Regions from separate parts of the Mus musculus genome. Here regions 2 and 3 are each linked to region 1. A link is a contact called in public Hi-C and promoter capture Hi-C data. All regions are on one chromosome and are shown on one strand. The core of a region is the stretch at or near the end of the contact, and the rest is flanking DNA. Distances in the headings are between cores, read along the strand shown. Region 1 overlaps Ccdc162 (coiled-coil domain containing 162). Region 2 overlaps Ccdc162 (coiled-coil domain containing 162). Region 3 overlaps Ccdc162 (coiled-coil domain containing 162).

What was found. A called contact is a pair of places that touch in the nucleus more often than the background predicts. Capture Hi-C pulls out chosen DNA fragments and counts their contacts.
Region 2: a contact with region 1 is called in a promoter capture Hi-C map of pancreatic islet. The contact joins two enhancer-like sites. A contact is called at or near these places in 14 of 39 promoter capture datasets (the 3T3-L1 cell line, 3T3-L1-derived adipocytes, the C10 cell line and 9 more), 2 of 15 datasets of contacts at CTCF or cohesin (the NIH/3T3 cell line and thymocytes), 36 of 484 Hi-C or Micro-C datasets (3T3-L1-derived adipocytes, CD4 T cells, CD8 T cells and 28 more), 10 of 115 datasets of contacts at active chromatin or transcription factors (the HPC-7 cell line, acute myeloid leukemia, bone marrow-derived dendritic cells and 7 more) and 4 of 9 other capture datasets (adipose tissue, embryonic stem cells, liver and 1 more).
Region 3: a Hi-C map of rod photoreceptor shows a contact between it and region 1, with 3 times the contacts expected there. The contact joins two enhancer-like sites. A contact is called at or near these places in 7 of 39 promoter capture datasets (the 3T3-L1 cell line, embryonic stem cells, epiblast stem cells and 3 more), 1 of 15 datasets of contacts at CTCF or cohesin (the NIH/3T3 cell line), 13 of 484 Hi-C or Micro-C datasets (3T3-L1-derived adipocytes, CD4 T cells, the N1E-115 cell line and 9 more), 3 of 115 datasets of contacts at active chromatin or transcription factors (the HPC-7 cell line, embryonic stem cells and hepatocytes) and 3 of 9 other capture datasets (adipose tissue, liver and pancreatic islet).

What each region holds. Positions count from the first base shown.
Region 1 is chr10:41,585,527-41,589,595 of GRCm38.p6, forward strand. Ccdc162 (coiled-coil domain containing 162) reads right to left here. Exons shown (of 48, transcript NM_001358562.1): 31 at 4,034-4,069; 32 at 1,824-1,919; 33 at 726-878. Among named protein-coding and RNA genes, the nearest start is that of 5730435O14Rik, 20 kb to the left of the region's middle. Within about 2 kb of position 2,020, at least 37 of the 459 cell types and tissues checked have an H3K27ac peak or open chromatin away from gene starts, as enhancers often do. A contact at or near this core is called in the N1E-115 cell line, muscle stem cells, pancreatic islet and 2 more, where this site is marked.
Region 2 is chr10:41,676,904-41,680,972 of GRCm38.p6, forward strand. It overlaps Ccdc162 (coiled-coil domain containing 162), which reads right to left. Exons shown (of 48, transcript NM_001358562.1): 7 at 3,313-3,451; 8 at 1,837-1,994. Among named protein-coding and RNA genes, the nearest start is that of Mir3473b, 8.2 kb to the left of the region's middle. Within about 2 kb of position 2,053, at least 78 of the 459 cell types and tissues checked have an H3K27ac peak or open chromatin away from gene starts, as enhancers often do. A contact at or near this core is called in the N1E-115 cell line, muscle stem cells, pancreatic islet and 1 more, where this site is marked.
Region 3 is chr10:41,650,921-41,654,989 of GRCm38.p6, forward strand. It overlaps Ccdc162 (coiled-coil domain containing 162), which reads right to left. Exons shown (of 48, transcript NM_001358562.1): 14 at 4,022-4,069. Among named protein-coding and RNA genes, the nearest start is that of Mir3473b, 18 kb to the right of the region's middle. Within about 2 kb of position 2,046, at least 23 of the 459 cell types and tissues checked have an H3K27ac peak or open chromatin away from gene starts, as enhancers often do. A contact at or near this core is called in the N1E-115 cell line, muscle stem cells, pancreatic islet and 1 more, where this site is marked.

The DNA of each region.
Region 1 (4,069 bases), core at 770-3,269:
AATGGTCAGTAAGTCCAGTTAAAGGTATTTGGTATCTTTGGCTATCAGGGAAATGCAAATTGAAACTACTCTTAAGACTGCATCTCAGCCCTGCCAAATGGCTATTGTGATTTTGTTCTGGGATACTCAGAGGGTGGTACACTGGGAAACAGTCTACTAAGCCGGTGTCAGTGTCTGGCTTCTGTGGGATCCTCATCCAAAGGCTACACCTGGACCACTAATGGGTGGAGGCTTTTATACATTTTGGCTGCTTTGTCTTCCATATACGCCTACGTAAATTATAATTGGGTATTTAACTAGGCAGGCAGTAACACTATTAGTGGTTAGAATTCTAGGGGAAAGGAGAGGCAGCTGCAGCAGATGTGCTGAGGAATGGGACAACCCTCAAGGACATGGGCCAGCCCAAGAGACTGGTACCCCTTTTTCTCTTCTTTAGTTCTTGGGGCCCCTATCACAGTTAGAATGAGGAGCGTCTCCCATAGCTCGGGCATTTTAAACATGTGTCTAAAGAGGTTTAGGAGGTCTGGCCTTGCTGGAGGAAGTATGTCAGAGGGGCAGGTTCTGAGTTGAAAGCCTCAGCTATTTCAATCTTGCTATCTCTCAGCTTCCAGCTCCTGCTACTGGGACAGATGGGTAAGACATCCCCCTAGCCTGTCTCTGAAAATAAGCAGGTTCTTGAGTACAGTGCAGCACCAGCCACTCTGTAGCCCACGTGCAAGGAATACCTGTGCATTGTCCAGTGCAGCTTGCCATTCGGTAGAAGCCTTCCTGATCACGTGGCAGCTGCCCAGAAGTACGTCTTCCATTAGCATCTGTACACCCACCAGCTCTCCATGGGCCACTCTGCGGTCACAGTCACTTAGCCCACAGAGACACATCTGAAAACAAAGATACCTTCCCATTTTGAAGAGTCTTACATATCCTTTATACATGGTTTTGAAGAAAGAATGTTAAGTGCAACTATGTTTATAGCCCTTGCCCTCTCAATTGATAAAAATATCCATAAAAATCAGAGTAACAGTTCTAGATTAAAGTCCTTCCTGTGTAGGTTTTTGAGTAGCAAGTCTCCCAACCTTACACAGATACAATGAATGAAAAATGGGATAATCTTAGTTTCTTTTAGATCCCCCTTGCTTTTACTGTTAAAAAAAAACAAAAACAAACAAACAAACAAAAAAACCTTCATACTTATGAAGGATTTTGAATATACACAAATGTTAACAAAATGATTACAATTTACATCCATGAATGTATTGCCAGCCTTGCCCCACTCCAAATTCTAAAGCCAAGTTAGAGTTGAGTTTTTGTGTTGGTTTTAATACTTTTATATATTAATATATATGTATATAATATATACACACATATATAGATATTGATATATAGACAGACAGACAGATAGATGTTTACTTGATCATGAGAAAACATATTTTTTCCCAAAATAAATGAAGAGAATTTAAAGATGCATCGTCATCAGAACAATTATAGGGAGTTCCTCTTCACTCCTGCCTAAGCTGTTCCCATCCCAGGTCACTGTCCCAGGGGCAGTTTCTCTAAGAGGCTTAGATGGTGACTCCAGATAAGCGGCTGCTCCTCTCGGTCATTACTGCCCTGGGGACTGCAGCTGAGTTTACAGTCAAGGCCAGCAGCTGCTGAGAGCATGGTTTTCTCCATAATAAGAAAATATGACTCACCTCAGGTTACAGCGTCACGATTAAACACACATTTATCTTATAAATGACCACTGGCTAGAACATGAACCTGTGATACCCTGCTCTGTGGCCTGTGTTTGTTTTTCTCTCTAACAAGTGGGAAGATAGATCTACCTGCATATCATACTCTAGGGTGTCCGGGACGCTGCTTATAACTGGAAATGGTCCACCATCTTCCAGGAACGCCCTCCACGGGAACAACGCAAATGCCTGAAAGAGAGGAACAGAAACGATAATAGTCTCACGCATCCCTCAGATGAAGGCGTTTGCACATGAGCAAGACTTCTGCATCTGTGCTCCAAAGCCCACTCCGATGACTCATTTATTATGCAGGACTTCCTTCTCATTGGAGCATGCCAGCGACACAGAAGGGGTAGCAGTGATTATTACTCTTTTCCTTGGTTTTGCTGAAATGGCTTCAGTATAAACAAGGTACAAAGTCCCAGAACAAGAGATTGTGGTGGCACACACCTGTAAGCCCGGCACTTGAGAGGCTGATGCAGGAGGATTGCAAGTTTGAGACCAGCTTTAGCTAGACCTGTGATTTTCAACCTACGGGTCGAAGGATCCTTTCACAGGGGTCACATGTCACACACCCTGTGTATCTGATCCTTATTATGATTTATAACAGCAGCAAAAGTACAGTTATGAAGTAGCAAAGGAAATGATTTTATGGTTGGGGGTCACTGCAGCATGAGGGACTATATTAAAGGGCATGGCAGTAGGAAGGTTGAGACCACTCAGCTAGACAGTGAGACTCTGTCTGGAAAGAAACAAAACAAAGGAAGTTCTAGAATACAATACCCAGGGGCCATGTTTTTAAGCAATGACAGTAAACTTAGTTAAATGCTGTCTATATTAGGGACCTTCAAGACCTGCCTTAGGGCTCTAAAAGAGGTTTGAGGATTGGACCAGGAGTCACTGTCATGTGGTATGGAAGAAGGGGACTTGTGTGACTGAGTGCCAGTGAATAGGACATGGCAGAAACGATGGTGTCAGTCATGCAAAGCCCATGGCTGTTGCTTTGGGCTCTCTCTCTTGGGCTGCCCGCCCTGGGAAAGCCATTTTCCATGTTGTGAGAAAGTTCTGTAGAGAAGACTGTGGGAGCCATCTTGGATGTGGCTCTCCTGACAGCTCCTGACCGCTGGTGAATGAGGCTGGAAGCAAACTTCTCAAACTGAGATGATGCTCTCAGGGCTGGACAACATCCAGAGAGACGCTAAGCCTGTACTCCCTCCCGAACTGTTCCCAGCTTCCTGACTCAGAGTCCGGGGTGATAACAAACACTTATGCATATGGTCCTAACCTGTTAAGCTGGGGAATGGCTTGTGCTTGTGGCAATAGAAAAGTAGCAGAAGGTTTGGGGCCTGATGCTACTCTGACTCTTCTCTGCCATCCATCTCTGGCTTTCTCAAATTTTTGACTTCTGTAGAGCTGGATAAAGTTGTTGCCTGAGTGTGGTGTGAGTGCTGGCTTTCCTGAACTTTGACCTGTGTAGAGCTGGATAGTGTGCCTGCCTGGGAATAGCCCTAGTTGCTAGGATTACATTTGATAACACATGGTGTAACCAGGGCAATTCAAAGCCCAGAGGCTGACCTACTTATACATTATAATTGCATCATTATTTATCCAAGAGAAAAGGTTGCAGAACACAGTTAATCTCAAATCGAAGTTTCTACCTCAGCCTAGGTCATCTGTTCTCAGATAAAAGACATACACTTATTTATAATAAGCCTTATGCGCTACAGCTGGACAGATGTCTCCCCTCTATACTATTATGTCTATGTCCCCATTAATAACCCAGAGTTAGCCAGGTATGGTGGTGCACACCTTTAATCCCAGCACTTGGGAAGCAGAGGCTGGCAGGTTTCTGAGTTCAAGGCCAGCCTGGTCTACAGGGTGAGTTCCAGGACAGCCAGGGCTACACAGAGAAACCCTGTCTTGAAAACCCAAAAAAGAAGAAAAACAAAAACCAAAAACAATTAAAAAAAAAAAAAAAAAGACCCAAACTCCAACAAGAAAAGATTGAGCCTTTTGGGTTTTCATGTTGTTTATTTGTTTGTTTTCTCTGACAGCTGTGAGTAGCCAGGCTGTTGCCTCCAGTCATCCCATTGAACATTTGCAGGAAAGACCCTGACTGGAAATAAGTCCTGGTCACAGGAGTTCCCATGACTCCCAGTGTGAGTGACTGAGGAAAGCCAAAGCAGACCAAGGGTCATTATATAAAGACCCTGCAAAATTGAAGCCAAATAGAAACGAAGAGATTACACTCCTGTATTCCACACACACTTTTTTTATGGGTACAAAACACTTGTGAGACTCACCTGCGGGCTCCACGGATCCAGCGGCTGGGGCAGGCT
Region 2 (4,069 bases), core at 803-3,302, 91 kb after region 1:
AGGCTGCTACCTATCGCCTTAAAAACTTGGCAAGGCCACCAGCTTGCCATTCTCTCTGCACCCCGCCCCCAGAGACTGCATTGATGGCTTAATCCCCAGTAAACCTTTCTGTCTACCCATGGAGTGGTCTAGCTCAATATTTCACTGCAGCCTTGCTTACAGTGAGGGCGGGTGGTCCTGGGTACTATAAGAAAGCAGGTTGAGCAAGGCATGAGGACAAGCCAGTAAGCAGCACCCTCCATCAGCTCCTGCATCAGCTCCTGCCTCCAGCCTCCTGCTCTGTTTGAGTTCCTGCCTTGGCTTCCCTCAGTGGACTGTGATAAGAAATGTGAGCCAAATAAACTCTTTCCTGTCCATCCAAGTAGCTTTTAGTCTTGGTGTTTCGTCACAGCAATAGTAGGACCATTATAACTAGAACACTGAGCTACACAAAATCCTATAAGGAGGAGGAGGGGGAGGGGGAGGGGGAGGGGGAGGGGGGAGGGGGAGGGGAGGGGGAGGGGGAGGGGAGGGGGAGGGGGGGAGGCAAAGCTACACGATTTTCCAAAAATCCAGAGGAATGAGATCGCGTGGGCTTAAGGGTTACAGACCAAAAACACAGTCCTGTAAATGATGTTGGCACAAAAACAAATCCAAGTGGATCTTCATGGTCAGTATGCTATTAAGTGAGCTCCGCCCCCAGCACTGGCAGGGGGCGGGGCCAGGGAGCCACCGGTGGTGGGGATGGGGAGACAAAGTAGCAACTTCCCATCCCGAGGTCATTCAAGTCCACCCAGGTTAGATTTGAGCCTGATCAGGTCACCCAGCTGATTTTTATCTTGCAAATAATTTACAACTAGGGCTAACAAGATAGCTCACTGCTGAAACCGTTGTTGTTGTTGTTGTTGTTTTGTTGTTGTTGTTGTTTTAAGTTATAACTCTGAAGTTCTGTATCCACTGCCTCATCTTTCCCTCTGAAAGTAATTTTAATCTGGCTTCTGCTACTATGAGGTTTCCTGTTGGAAGGCAGCAGGATTTACAGTGGAAGAGGCCAGGCCTGCATCCAGCCGCATCATTCAGGACACAGTGAGTCCCAGTGGGTAGAACCTTATCCAGTATGTCAAGAATATTGCAACCAGGGCTGGTGATATGGCTCAGCGGTTAAGAGCGCCAACTGCTCTTCTAAAGGTCCTGAGTTCAAATCCCAGCAACCATATGGTGGCTCACAACCATCCGTAACGAAATCTGATGCCCTCTTCTGGAGTGTCTGAAGTCAGCTACAGTAGTGTACTTACATATAATAAATAAATAATTGAAAGGAAAAAAAGAATATTGCAACCAAAACACAAACAAAACATACTGCAGTCCCATCTCAGACTCTGGGCTGTAGATGCTTGACAACTCTCCCAGGATGTCTGTCTAACCCTGGGCACATGTATATCTTCTTCAGCCCATATCCTCCTACTGTGTCTCTAAAACCTACAGGGGGAAAAACCCAAAAGGTAAAATCCCTTAGGCTTAGCTATCATCAGGTCTTGTTCTTCTTACAGAAAGGAGGCTCTTCCCAACAGGAAGATGGCTTATTACATTGTATATTATTACTCTAGAAAAAAGCATTGGCAGAAAAAAGAAACAGCTTTGTGTCATGTGTGGCTACACACACCTAATCAAGAAACTCAAGGGGGGGGGGGGGACAGGAGTATCAGGAGTTCAAGGTCACCCTCCACTACACAGCTACTTTGAAGCCAGCCCATGCTATATGAGATCTGGTCTCAAACAAACAAACGAGAAACTTTGTAGCAAATACTAAGCCTTTCTTCCAACCTCCTGTATTTATAGTAAGAATGCATTGTGTACCGAGGAAAAGAGTCCCATCTCTTTGGCTGAGTCGCTCAGCTTTTGCACATCGTCTGGGATGTGGAAATGTGAGAGGAGGCGCCTCAGCTGAGGTTTTAGATCATCCCTGTCTGTCACGTGCTGAGGCAAGACAAACGCAGCATCTGTTCTCCCTGACCCTGAAAAATATCCAAAATCAAGAGCGCGACCAGTGAGTGGGAGGCGGCAGAGACAGCAGATGGCCTTGGAGAGAGTTGGAAGCAGGCCCTCTGCTGGTGGGGAGCCGTTTTGTTCTCCCCTGACCCTGTGCCAGGCAAGCCTGCACCTTTTTTGCCACCCAGCCCCCATAAGCTTTCCTGGGGAGGTGCAAGTACTCTCAATGATCTCACAGCCCTCAGGAGAAACCCGCTAGAGCTCCTGGGATATTCTGTATACAACGGGAATGTCACTCAAGGGCACTCGGCAGAAACCTGACCCGACTTCTCAGTTCTCCGGAACACAAAAGAAGAGCAGAGAGACCGAAATTGATCCTGACGACTAAATTCTCTGGCAGCTGTGTAACAGAAAACCTGAACCAAGTCTCAGAAATCATTTCACCGGGAAGGATTGGTATGGCAATGGGTAAACTGAGGCGTAAGGAGGTGATATGCAGGACCAGGGTGACAGAAACAGGCCTGGAAGCCAGTCCACTTGCCTCTTAACCTACTAGTTGTAAAGATGGAGACAAAATGTCTACAGTCATGGCTACTGTCTTTCATCAAAAAATATTACTATCAAATTACAACTTATTACAAAGATGTGACTTTGGCATATAGGAAGACAGTGGTCCAAACAGGCCTTTCCAGTTAGTCTTATGTCAATTCCACACAAGCTAAAGCTATCTGAAATGAGGGAACCTCAATTGAGAAAGTGCCTCCATAAGATCCAGCTATTAGTGATTAATGAGGAGGGCCTGGCCCATCGTGGATGGTGCAATCCCTGAGCAGGTGGTCCTAGGTGCTGTAAGAAAGCAGACTGAGGGGCTGGAGAGATGGCTCAGCAGTTAAGGGCACTGACTGCTCTTCCGACGGTCCTGAGTTCAAATCCCAGCAACCACATGATGGCTCATAGTCATCCATAATCAGATCTGATGCCCTCCTTTGGTGTGTCTGAAGACAGCCACAGTATACTTACATATAATGAATAAAATCTTTTTTAAAAAATGCCTTGATTTGGGTATTCCAAAATAAATAAATAAATAAAAAGAAAGCAGACTGAGCAAGCCATGGGCAGCAAGCCAGTAATCAGTGCCCCTCCGCGGCCTCTGCATCAGCTCCTGCTTCTAGGATCCTGCCTTCCCGAGTTCCTGTCCTGCCTCCAACACTGAGCAATGTGGAAGCATAAACCCTGTCCTCCCCAGCTTGCTTTGTGGTCATCATGGTTTGTTGCAGAAATAGAAACACTATGTCACAGTAATCACGGCCCCCTGCTCTACGCTAGTAAAGGCCAGGCTCTTACCTGAAACATGGGGACCCAGAGGACCAGGGGATGCAGCGTGAAGGTCAGTGACACAGGCTTTGCCATCTTCCTCACTAGATCCAGAGACTTGCTTAGCAGCTAGGCTCAGCACCCTGGAGATGGGCAGATACTGGAGTGCCTAGAGAGACAGACCCGAGCGGGCACAGGTCAGCCTAGGTTGCGACAGAGAAGGAGGGAGACAGGGCTGAAACTTCAGAAACCTTCCCCATGAGAGAGGCTGGAGCTGGGAGACCCAGCTGCCACCAACCAGGAAACACTTCCTCTTCCCCACAGTGGTCATGGACTTGAGTGGGAAAGCACAGGTGCTCAGGGTGTGAGGAGAAAGACCCAGGTTTATTTATTTATTTATTTATTTATTTTTAAAGAGCTATTTATTTATGTGAGTACTCTGTAGCTGTCTTCAGACACTCCAGAAGAGGGAGTCAGATCTCATTACAGATGGTTGTGAGCCACCATGTGGTTGCTGGGATTTGAACTCGGGACCTTCAGAACAGTCAGCGCTCTTAACAGCTGAGCCATCTCTCCAGCCCCAAGACCCAGGTTTAGGAGTGCATGGTTGTACGATCATGTGACAGAGGAGAGAAAGAAGTACAGACCACAGCGCTCGCTGGCTCTGCAGAGGGAATGGATCCGGGTGACCACCGGGTTTCTTTGGGGATCCTCTAACCTGACTTAGGGCATCACCCTCATAATTCTCACTCCATACTGTCCCCTGACCCCCTGGCTGCTTTGGCAA
Region 3 (4,069 bases), core at 796-3,295, 65 kb after region 1:
AGAAGAGGGCATCCAATCTCATTACAGATGGTTGTGAGCCACCATGTGGTTGCCGGAATTTGAACTCAGGACCTCTGTAGGAACAGTCAGTGTTCTTAACCACTGAGCCATCGCTCCAGTCCCCTACATGAGATTTTAACCTTCCCAATAAAGTCTCAGTTGATAACAGCAGCTTCAAACTTCCCAAGAATAAGAAATAATGAACAGTCTGCAAAGCCCTGAAGAGGTTTAGCCTGTTCCCAGTACAACAGTGTGAATGGCAATGGGGAAAAGTCAGATCGCATTGTGCTTATGTTTAAACTCTACAAGGGTTCCATCCTGGCTCAGAATTAAAGCCAAAGTCCTTGTCATGGCTCACGAAGCTACAGAAGAACCCTTCTCCACTTTGTTTGCTCCTTTCCCCTTTGTGCAACCTAATCACACTTGATGTCCCTGCCAACAGGAGTAGACACGGCCCTGCTCAGGGGGGCCTCTTGCATTGACCTTCCTTCTGCTACCATCTCTTTCAGCCAGTCACATTGAGTCCCGAATTCCTTCAGGTCTTTTCACTGACAGTTCTCCTCACTCAGAGACCCACCAGCACCCTCAGCCAGTGCCCCACCACCCAGCACTCTCAGTCTCCCTTTCATAGCTTTTTTCCATTGCAGTAGACCACAAAGGCTATGCTCTAAAGCAGGACGGCCTGACAGTGAACTCATGGAGAGCCATCGTTAGGGACAGTGTCTATCCAGGCTGTTGCCCCACAGCAGCAGCCAAGGATGAGGGTGTTTCTATCTTGCCACACACTCATTGCCTTCAATTGGCTTAAGCAGGAGAAAGCAGCCGGGGAGTGTGGCTCAGCTCCTAAGTGCTCTGGACTGGCACTGACACATGGCATTTCTGCTCACTGCTCAAAGTTAATCACAGCTCCAGTCAACTGCAAGAGCCAGGAAGTCTAGGGAAACTTTGGTGCCACATCCCCCTATATTTGGTACACATTATATGTCTATTTAGTGTTGCTTGCTTGAAGGTAAGTTCTATTATATCAGGAATTTGTGTTAGTTTTGTGTACTGCTATTCTATGGCTACAACAGAGCCCAGCATATTTATGGGAGCAAGGAAGGCTTGGCCCACAGTCGATGGAAACAGAGAAGCAGATAGTGGGGCAAAATGGTGTGCTGGATGCAAAATGGTGTGCTGGATGCCTTAGGGTCTGGTTACACATCTGAGGAGAGCCTAGCCCCACATGGTCTGGCTCTCTCTTTCTAGAGGCCTCACCTCCCGGCACTTCTAGTTTACAGCATTATGTTGCCCCTGAATTCACCACAGGCTGTCAGGCTTTCATGACTCAGGAGCCTCATGCAAGGTTCAACCCCAAGGAGAAGCCTGCTGTCCCTCAGCAGGAGCTCCTCCTACCGTGCCGTGTTAAACAGACATAAAATGACAAGGTGGCTGGGATAAGCCACAGATGATGCCTTTTAGTCATTAATAGTAGCCCAAGACTTTCCTAGTGGGATCAAAACAAGGGCCAAAGCACTGTGCTGGGGAAGGAGAAGCGTCTGTCTTAGGAGCTTCACCCATATCCAGTAAAATAGCTTGTCTTGCTTCCAGCAGCTTAGCTGGGCTTGACTGGATTATCACAACAGATTGGCATCCAGCTTCTTCTTCACCCCTCCCCCTCCCTGCAGGGCTAGATATCCTAATGTAAATATTTAATCCTATTAAAGGCCCTGACAGAAGGCACTGCCTGGTATGTCTCACGCTAAAGTGATAGCAGCTGGGAAAGTTTTTGTATGATGCCATGCCTATCATCTAAGAGACAGCAGAAATGACACTGCAAAGCCCCGAGATGCTCACCCTACAGTCAGAAGGAGGAGATGGCCGTTGTCTCCCCTCTATCCTGTCAGTTCTATTTCTCACCCCAACCCCCAACAAACAAAATAGGAGAGAGCCTTTTAAGTAAGGACAGTGTTTAAAAACTCTATTAGCGTAGTATCTGTCATCATAGCTGCGGTAGGGGCAATATAGGAAAGAGAAAGTGGTATTTGCCTTACACGGCTGTTTGTTTGAAGAGTGGGTTGAGCGTCCTCCAGAGGTCCAGGAAGGAGTAAGGCAACCCAGCCTGTGAAGGAGCTCAAGGGAGTAAGGGGTGGAGGAGTGGGGTGACCAGAGTGGATCTGGGGGTCTAGAGGGGGTCAGAGGCTCGAGGAACAAGAGTGCTGGCCTGCACAGCAAGTGCAAGTCTCACTCCTCACTCTAAGTGACGGGGTGAAGAATACGCAATGTCCAGAGTGGCCCTGCCCATGGTGGCCTCGAGCCAACATGCTCTCTATAGGTAACACCAGATTCAAAAGAGTTCGGGCAAAAGTGTGTGCACTATCTCACCACTGATTTATTTTTAGCAGTGATTACACGTGAGAAGAATGTATCTTTCACATGGAATTACGTGGGTTGTATTAACAATTAATCTCATATCTCTTTGCATGTTTTAAATATAGCTACTCAGAAACTTCACATTATATACATGGCTCTTATTATGCTTCTACTGCCCAGAGAGCTGTCTAGACTCTGTACATGAGCAGCATTTAACTGTAAATTTTCCTGTTTTATAGATACGGCAGGCTTATGTGAGGGGCCACAGCTCAGAATATGACTTGTCTGAAGCTTTAAAAAAAGTTTTATTTATTTATTTACTTATTTTTATACAGTGTTCTGCTTCCATATATGCCTGCTTGCCAGAAGAGGGCACATATCTCATTATTCATGGTTGTGAGCCACCATGTGGTTGCTAGGAATTGAACTCATGACCTTTGGAAGAGCAGCCAGTGTCCTGAACCTCTGAGCCATCTTGCCAGCCCCAATAAGTTTTATTTTTTTATATTTGCCAACCTAATGCCATTTACCCTAATATTTTTAATTCATTTTTAAGACATGTATTTATTGCATGTGTGTGCATGGGTGCTCATGACACAGAGTGTGTGAATGCACATATACATATCACAAGCATGGAGGTCAGAGGTCAACTTACAATAGTCAGCTTTCTCCTTCTACCATGTTGGTCCTAGGGATTCTACTAAGGTCAGCTGTCTTGGAGTCACCCACCTTTACCCAATAAGCCATCCTGCTGGCCTCTAACTCCTTCGTTTTTGAGATGGTCCCACTATGCACCCCAGCATGGGCTCAAACTCATGATCCCTAGGCCTCAGCTCCAGAATACTTGTGTTACAGGTGTGTATAAAACACTATACCTAGTGTCTTTGGGGACACAGAGAGGTAAGACTGTCTCATGTAGCCATGGCTCCCAGCCATGTGGCTAAAGGTGACCTTGAACTCCAGATATTTCTACCTGGACCTTGGAGTGCTGGGATTAGAGTTGTGGATCTCCGCGTTTGGCTTAGTTGGTGTCATTTTTAAAGGCTTGAAAACAAAAGGGGGACCACAAGGTACTTGGCACATCATCAGAGAGTCCTAAAAGAATTTTGTGAGAACACTTTTGAGGCTCGGGCTGAGAGAGAGAAGTGTCCTTCTAATTCTGTTCCCTATGAAACACCAGCTACCTGGTGGTCCCATTCTTTCCTTCCTGCTGTGGTTTCAGAACCAAGTGGGCACTGCCGGGGATTGCTTGTTCATTTGCTTAGCTTTGAGACAGGATCTTAAACTTAAGTCCCCTCTGCTCAGTTTCCCTGGGGCTGTGATTATATCACCGTCACCTCCCTCAGCTCTGGCCACCAAGTTTTGTTGTAATTCCCAAGTCATTTCCTCTTTCACTACATTTTCACTAACATACATTAATCGTACAAGAGGGCAGGGTTCGCTGTGATTTGTATGTATGCACATGATACGCTTCAGGCGTTTTTATTTACCCCTCATTGCCTCTCTTATCTGCAGCTCCCAACCCTCAGCCTCCACTTCTGATCCATTATTCTGTATCAGGTTTATTTTTGCTTACTGTGCCCTTACCCCCCGCCCCCTTAAGGTGCTAAGGAAACAAAGTCTGGAAGACGCACTAATCCGAAAATAAAAACTCAGTGGAATAGCTCACCTTGTGCTCAGCAGGTGTCCCGTGGATGTAGTGATGAGTTCCTAGGCC